2 separate regions of the Macaca mulatta genome follow, and region 2 is linked to region 1. The links are chromatin contacts, called in public Hi-C maps. All regions are on one chromosome and are shown on one strand. Each heading gives the region's core, a stretch centred on a gene start, on an enhancer-like site or on the middle of the called end of the contact. The rest is flanking DNA. Distances are from core to core; before and after follow the strand shown.

The links. A called contact is a pair of places that touch in the nucleus more often than the background predicts.
Region 2: a contact with region 1 is called in a Hi-C map of liver, with 15 times the contacts expected there. The contact joins the promoter of TMEM151B here to the promoter of SPATS1 in region 1. A contact is called at or near these places in 5 of 14 Hi-C or Micro-C datasets (cortical neurons, fetal cortex germinal zone, fetal cortical plate and 2 more).

Annotation. Positions count from the first base shown.
Region 1 is chr4:137,771,999-137,775,391 of T2T-MMU8v2.0, forward strand. It overlaps SPATS1 (spermatogenesis associated serine rich 1), which reads right to left and starts at 1,604. Exons shown (of 8, transcript XM_078001047.1): 1 at 1,355-1,604. The coding sequence starts at 1,493.
Region 2 is chr4:137,844,766-137,848,581 of T2T-MMU8v2.0, forward strand. It overlaps TMEM151B (transmembrane protein 151B), which reads right to left and starts at 1,696. Exons shown (of 3, transcript XM_077999839.1): 1 at 1,268-1,696.

The DNA of each region.
Region 1 (3,393 bases), core at 354-2,853:
AGAAAAATAATACATCAAGCCATGTTTGTTTAACATGGATATTCATTTAACCAAACACTATTTCCCACCCCTGCTTATCTGCTTCATAATGGGCCTAAGGATCAAGGACAGAAATTTTTAACCTGTTTTTTTATTATATCCCCTCCCCCATAAGCAGTAATGAAAGCAATCGTTTCTCTGATGGAAAAATGCACACACACACACACACTCGTATCTTCAATTGATTTGTGGAGCCCCTTCCTTCCTGAAATCCATAGATTCCATGTTAAGCTAAACTCAGATGTGTTTTCCTGAATAGACTCTCCTACACAGCAGGAAAGGACACCATGGGTCTTTCATTAATGTGGTCTGGGACCTGGTGCCCTTCTGGTACCCCTAACTCAAAAACATGGATCCTCCCTAGGACATCCTTAAAACAGCAGCTTCTTCCTTTACCCCAAACCAAACTGGAAACTGCAGGAAGGTCTGGAGCTTAAAGTTTGAGAATCCCAGAACCCTTTTCTCCTTGCTGTTCCAGACACACTTGGACAATTAATAGTTCTAACTCCTCCAGCTCCTCCTTCTCTGCGGTCCCAGCTTATATTAATAGCTGGGTGGAATGAGTTGTACCTCCCTCCTTTCTCCCCACTGTGAAGGAGAATGAGATCACAGACCCAGAATACAGAAGACCAGGGAGAAAGCTAAGATCTGATCCAGCAAAGTCTGGACATTTCACAATCCCTTTTTGCAGCACTCAGGCCTCTCACCCATAACAGGTAAATGACAACTTGAGCGCAGGCGCGCTCTGAGCTTTTCTGGGCGACTGTGGCTGTTCAGGCGCCATGACACTGTTCTCTAAAGGCAAACGCGTCCCTGAATATCCTCCTTGGCCTTAACCAATTATGGAGCTACCAGCCATCATTTAATTTTTAAAGTGTTCATAATTCCCACCTAAACTGTCCCATCCAATAAACAGTGACACAAACCTATTAATAGCTGAGCAAAGATGAAAGGACACAGGCTCGGGAGTATGGCAGACTCACGTCAAATCTCAAGCTCATGTCAAATCCCAGGCTCACCATTTATTAACCCAAGCACTGGGAAGGTCAAATCTCTGGCTCCCTTTACTCATAAGGGAGATCCAGTGAGGTAATTTATGAGACTCTGCTTCGGTGGTGCTCTCTGCCTAATCAAATCTCGAGTTAGCACAGCCATAAGCTACTATTCAAGCAGCTCTTTTTACATGCCCCCAAATTAGCTTCCTTCTAAATTTCAAATGGTGCCCTCCACCTGCCCCCGCCCCCGGATGTAGTATACTTGGATGTGGCCACCAACTCCACACCCAGTGAGTGCTCTGGATTTCTTAGAACTCAACTGTAGGTCCTCTCCACCTCGGTCATGCCAGAGTCCCTTTTTTCTGGAACCTTCTCCAGCTCTCTGCCGCGGGTCGCGCTTGAGATAGAGGGGAGACAGCAGCCCCGTGGACCGTTTCCAGTGATCATGGATGGACTCATCTGTGCACATGTTGATTTTAAATATTAGAAGCAACCCAGAGACAAAGAAAAGAACCTCTTAAGAAAGGTATCAGTCAAAACAAACAAATTCCACAAGCCACCGAAAGTCAGGCGGGCAGGACTGGCCTCTAAACCAGAGCCTCCCTCCCTCCACCTGGGCGATGCGTGGTTTGGAAGCCCTCGGAGCTCCAGCAAGTCCGCCCCCAGCCCAAGCCAGGCTCGCTGCACCCCCCCATCCAGCTCCTTCTTTTCCACCTCAGAGTCTTCCCACACCCTTCCCCAGGGGAGGCCCCGGTCTGTGCTCAGAGGCCTCCACGGAGCATGCGGCTGGGACCAACGAACCAACTGGCAGCCAAACTGCCTGCCGAACGCACGCCACGCCGAGGCCGAGGAACCGAGAGCCGAGAGCAAAAGGGACGCTGCGGCCGCCTGCTTCTCCCACGGAGGCGCGTTCCAGGGTTGCCGGGACACCGGCTCCAGCAACTCGGCGCGCAGCGTCCTGCCTGGCTCGGCTGCCGGCCCCACTGTCTGTCACCCCCGGACTCTCTTGCCATTGATACAGGATGGAGGCTTCTGAGAGATGAGGAGCTAGGGGCTCCAGCCATGGCCCGGCGTCACAGGCAAGGACCGCTGCAAAAGCCACTTTGTGGTTTTGGATTTTTTTTTTTTTTTAAGAGTTGTGGTTCTTTTCCAGGCAATTTTCATTATTAGAACTGTAGGCTCTGGTAGCAGTGAAAGATGCGCCCTCCACAAAGCTTGCAGATGCCTGGTTATAATTGGCATTGATTAGACAGGATCCACCTACCACTTACAGAGTGTCTTTTCTGGGCCAGGCGCCCTGGTGGATGTTATCTTCCTTAAGCAGCCAGCTGCATTTTTCAAAATAGAAAACCAAATTTTAGCAAAGGCTTGCTCAAGGTCACCCAGAAAACAGATTCATTTCTAAGTTTCCTCATTCCAAATCCACCACTCTTTCCATCATATTGACTTAAATTTATCTTCCTCATCCTTTCCAGTATTTAATAAATCTTGCATAGAAAGCTTTTCTCCAAGTCTAGTTTAAGTCCCTAAATTCGTGTTTAGACCAAATTTTCCCTTTTTTAAATTACTGATTATAAGAGAAATAAATGGTCATTATAGAAATATTGGAAAATATGGAAAAGTATTGTTAATATCCATGATCTCACAACGTAGAAGTTAAATACTCTTTTTCTGGATAGCTATTGCTGTATAACAAATCACCCCCAAACTCCGTTGTTTTAAACAACAACATCCATTTTTAATTTCTGATTCTGGTGGTTGGCTAGGCTAAGCTAGGCTGCTCATGCTTGGGGTCTCTCACAGGGTCTCAGTCAGAGGTCACAGAGGAGCTTCCTCACTCATGTGTCTGGTGATTGATGCTGGTTGTCAGCTGAGGTCAGCAGGGTTAGCGCCAGTTCACCCATGTGTGGCCTTTCCATGTGCTTTCTAACACCAGTGTCAGTTTCCAATGTGAGCATCCCAGGAGGACCAGGCGGAAGTTGTATTGCCTCCACAGTCACAAATGCATGGAGAGGGAACTTAGATCACACCTCTCCACCATGGTCATACTGTATGAAGAGCACAGGGCACAGGGGAGCTTGTGGCCCTCCTAGAAAACACAATCTCCCCTACTGATATTTAGGAGTTGTTTCCTCCTTGCCCTTTTTCTATGCACATGTATGTCATATACCGCTAGTGATTTACACCCCTGCTGATATTTAGGGGCTACTTCCTCTCTGCCCTTCTTCTGTGCACAAATGTGTTAACATTATATATATATATATATATATATATATATATATATATATATATATATATCTATCTTGTATTGGGCTTTTAAAATTTAAGATTACAGTTGATGGCCAGGGGCTGTGGTTCA
Region 2 (3,816 bases), core at 446-2,945, 73 kb after region 1:
TGGAGCCTGTCTTTTAAAGCACTTGGCACATTCTGTCCCAGGGTTGGCCCAGGATTTGTTTACATGTCGGGCTCCCCACTAGATTGGGTACTCCTGAGGACCCACACTTCATTCTCTTTGCATCCTAGGTGCCTACCGTGGTGCTGGCCCCCAGCAGCCACATCCTAATTGAGTGTTGAGTTTGATTTATTGTAGTGGCCTGTTTTCCCACCCCTCCTCTCTGCTTTCTAGCTTTAGGAACCCATCCCCCCACCACACACACACACACACAGCTGCCTGCTGGGATCCTGACTTACCCCCTCAATTCCTCAAGCCTGACCTAGAGGCCAGCCAGGGAAGAGAGGGAAGAGAGGAAAAGAGTGGAAAAGAAGGTACAATAATAGGCATCGAGCCCTGGATCTAGAAGTATGGATAGTTAGGCGAGCTAGGAAATAGCACACAATACATGTGGACAAGGAGGTTAGGGTACATGTGCCTTTCGGGGAGCCTTGTCCTTAGGAGGTATGAACACATGGGCCCCTTCGTGTGCCTACCTGGTTGTGCGCTTGTCCCCATGTGGGTACCTCTGAAAGGGGCTTTACCTGCAGGCCTATCCCCTCTTGTGTGCCTCTGCCCTAGTGCAGGGTGCATGCGTGTGCACAAGTGTGCATGGGAGGCTGGAGTGGGGGTGCTCTTGGTACTTTCCTCCGTCTCTTTGTCTTCAGGTTCAGAGGACTGAGGACTAGTGACCCCAACTAGGGATATGAGGAAGCAGCAGGAGCCTCGTGAGAGGTGCACACCCCCCCTCCCACACACACACTCCCAATGACCACAGGGGGGATCCCCCTGTACACATCTGACCTCCTTAGGGTCCTAGATCAGGTAACACCACCACTTCCCCATGGTACCCTCCTCGTTCTGTAGCCCCTACAGGTCTCCCTTCCTGGCCTTCAGGGTAGCATCCCCCTCTGTGAGACAGGATCCCTGCCACCGTCCCCACCCCGGTAGAGCCTAGTCCCCTCTCTCATAAGCCCAGGGTCCGCGAGGCTCCGCCCCTAGGCCCCTCCCCCTGCCCGGGACCCCTGAGCCCCGCCCCCGGCGCGGCCCCTTCCCCGGCACCGCGGACCGCCGCCGGGTGGGGGCGGCGGCGCGGACTGCGGCTGCAGCTGCCGGCTCGGGGTGCGGGGCGCCGGCCGCGCTGCGGCGGAACCGGCGGGGGCCGCGTGCGATGGGGGATGGGGGGCCAGGCTGCGGCCGCGCTCGGGGAAGGGGCGCCCTCGACTCTCACCTCCTCTCGGGCGGGGCCCTCGTCCGCCGCCGCCGCTGCCGCCGCCGCCGTGAGCTCCTCCGGGACTCCGGGGCCGCCACCGCCGCCGCCGCCGCCGGCGGCGCTCTCTCCCGCAGCCGAGCCAGGGGGGGACATGGCGTAGAGGGGGCGCGTCGAGCTCAGGACCTCCCGGGGGGCTGCCAGGGGCCGGGGGCATCCTGCGCGGGCCCTGGGGAGAGGACGGGAGGGGGCGGGGCCCTCGCTGCTCCCCACCCCCCGCCGGGGGGAGGGGGCCCGGAAAGGGCACCGGGAGTAAGGGGCTGGGGGTTGGGGGTGGGAGGCAGGCTAGGGGGGCCGGGCCGGGGGGGCCGGGGCCGGGGGCGGGTGTCACCTTGAGGCCCTCGCGGCGCCGCTCCGCCTCCCGCCCGCTCCCGCCGCCGCCTTTTGTCTGAGCCGAGCTGGAGCCAGCGCGCCCCCCCTTCCTCCCAGCGCAGCCGAGCCCCGCCCCCAGCCCCCCAAACTCCGCCTTCCCAAGCCTACCTAATAACCACCCCCCGAAGGGGTAAAGCAACAGGGACTCCCCACACCCCTTCCCCGCTCCCAGCCCTGCTCACTGCACCTCCCTCCCGCACTCCCATCTTGGGAGAATCTATGCCGCAACTCCTCTCCATCTGTTCTCCGTGGACTGGGTCCCCGAGGTTCAACTAACAGCACCCCGCCACACACACACACATCTCTGGTTCCCCCAAGTTCCTGGGGCACAGGAGTGGGGAGAGGAACTTGATCCTTGAAACCCTAGGGAAGATCCTTACTCCCAGTTGCATGGTGAAGGGTTAAAGCAGAAGCTAGACTTCCAGAGGAATGGAATAGGGTGAAAGGGAAGAGACTGAAGCTAGAGGTGGGAAAGGACTAACAGAGGGCAGAGGGAGGACATTGGAACCGGCCTTCACTGAACCATCTTCCTTCCCTAAAAGAGCAGCTCCAGAGAAGCAGTGAAGTGTGTGCAATGCCCTACGCTGGAGGGCAGGAAACCTGAGTTCTAATTCTCAATCCTGTCTCTGTCATTAAGGAGTTATGTGACCTTGGGCAAGTGCCTTCCTCTCTCTGAGCCTTAATTTCTTCATCTGTGCAGTGAGGAAATTGACTGGACAATTTCTAAGGCTCCGACTTGTGGGTGTAGGAAGCAGGCCAGGCTGAGCCATTGCAAGCAGGCTATCCTTTCAGGCCATCCCACACTGCTCTTGCCTGCATTCCCTGGCACAGCAGGAAGGACCCTGACATTCATTCATTCATTCCTGGATGTCTCCATTCAGTAAACAGGTGTTGGGTACCTATTGTGTAACCAGTACAGAAGTGAAACACAGTTTCCTTCCCTCAAGGAGCACAAAGTCTAATGGGGAGAAAAGAACAGGAAAACCAACCATTATGAAGGATGTAATAAAAGCCATGCATGATCAATCTTGTGCATACACAGTTACTGTGGAATCCTACTATGTGTCATTAGAGTCTTTGACATACAGTAACTGTTCTCGCCAATTACTCATAGGGAACCAAGGCAGAGGGAGAGTGAATGGCTTACTCAAGGTCACCTGCTAGCACTCACAGAGCTAGTCCTAGAATTCAGATCTTTCCCACTCAAAAGTCTATGGGGAATATTTGTGGGTAGGGAGTTAGTTTGATGTCTGATTTTGGGGGATAGGGTACAAGCACACTGATCTGCCCAGGATGTTCCTTCCCCTTATTGGGAACAGCCACTGTTCCCACCCCTCTAGTACACTCCTGGCCCTGTCTTCGTTTTAGTACTCTTCCCTTTCCAGGCAGGTGAAGGTGGCTCTCTGTCCACCTATTGCTTAGAGCTATCCAGCCTGCATGGCCCTCTCCAGGTTGATGGGCCCATTCTCCCTGCCCAGAGGAAGGCGGCTGTCCAGAAGAGGCGGTGGTCTTGTTCACTCCCTTGGCAGAGGCAGAATCTCACTTGGTGACTCATTCCAGCATCTCCCGCCCATGCTTTTTGGGAAGCTGGCCTCACAGCTAACTCCAGCCCTTCTTGTTCCAGTTTCAGCCCCTTCCACGCAATTCAGTCCTCACTGCCCACAGAGAGCAGAGCCCCTAACCTTGGCCTTTCCAAACCTACGGAGGATCCTCTCGTGCTCCCCATTTAGGCACTATAATCTTCCTCTTGACACTCACCCCCACTGCCTTTCTGTCTCCACTTCAAAAGGCTTTGGAGGAGGGACAGTTTAGCTCTTTTGGCCAGCCCTAGAGCTCCAAAGAGACAAAAGGCTACCCCTGCCTTCTCCATTCACACACAGTACCCTTCCCTGGAAGCTACAGGAAAGGGGGGTGAAGGAGGGGGCGGTGGAAGGAGCCAGCTGACCGGCTGGTCACCATGGAAACCAGGCCTGTTTCCTGAAGATGAGCCTAGCTGGGGTGGGTGGAGGTGGGGAGTGGGGGCACAAAGGGAACCAGAAAACAACAGAGAGAAAGACCAGAGGCCCAGCCTCAGAGAAGACTGGAGCTGAAGAGGCGAGGTCAGGCCCCTAACTATGCTGTGGCCTAAGTCAAAGTCC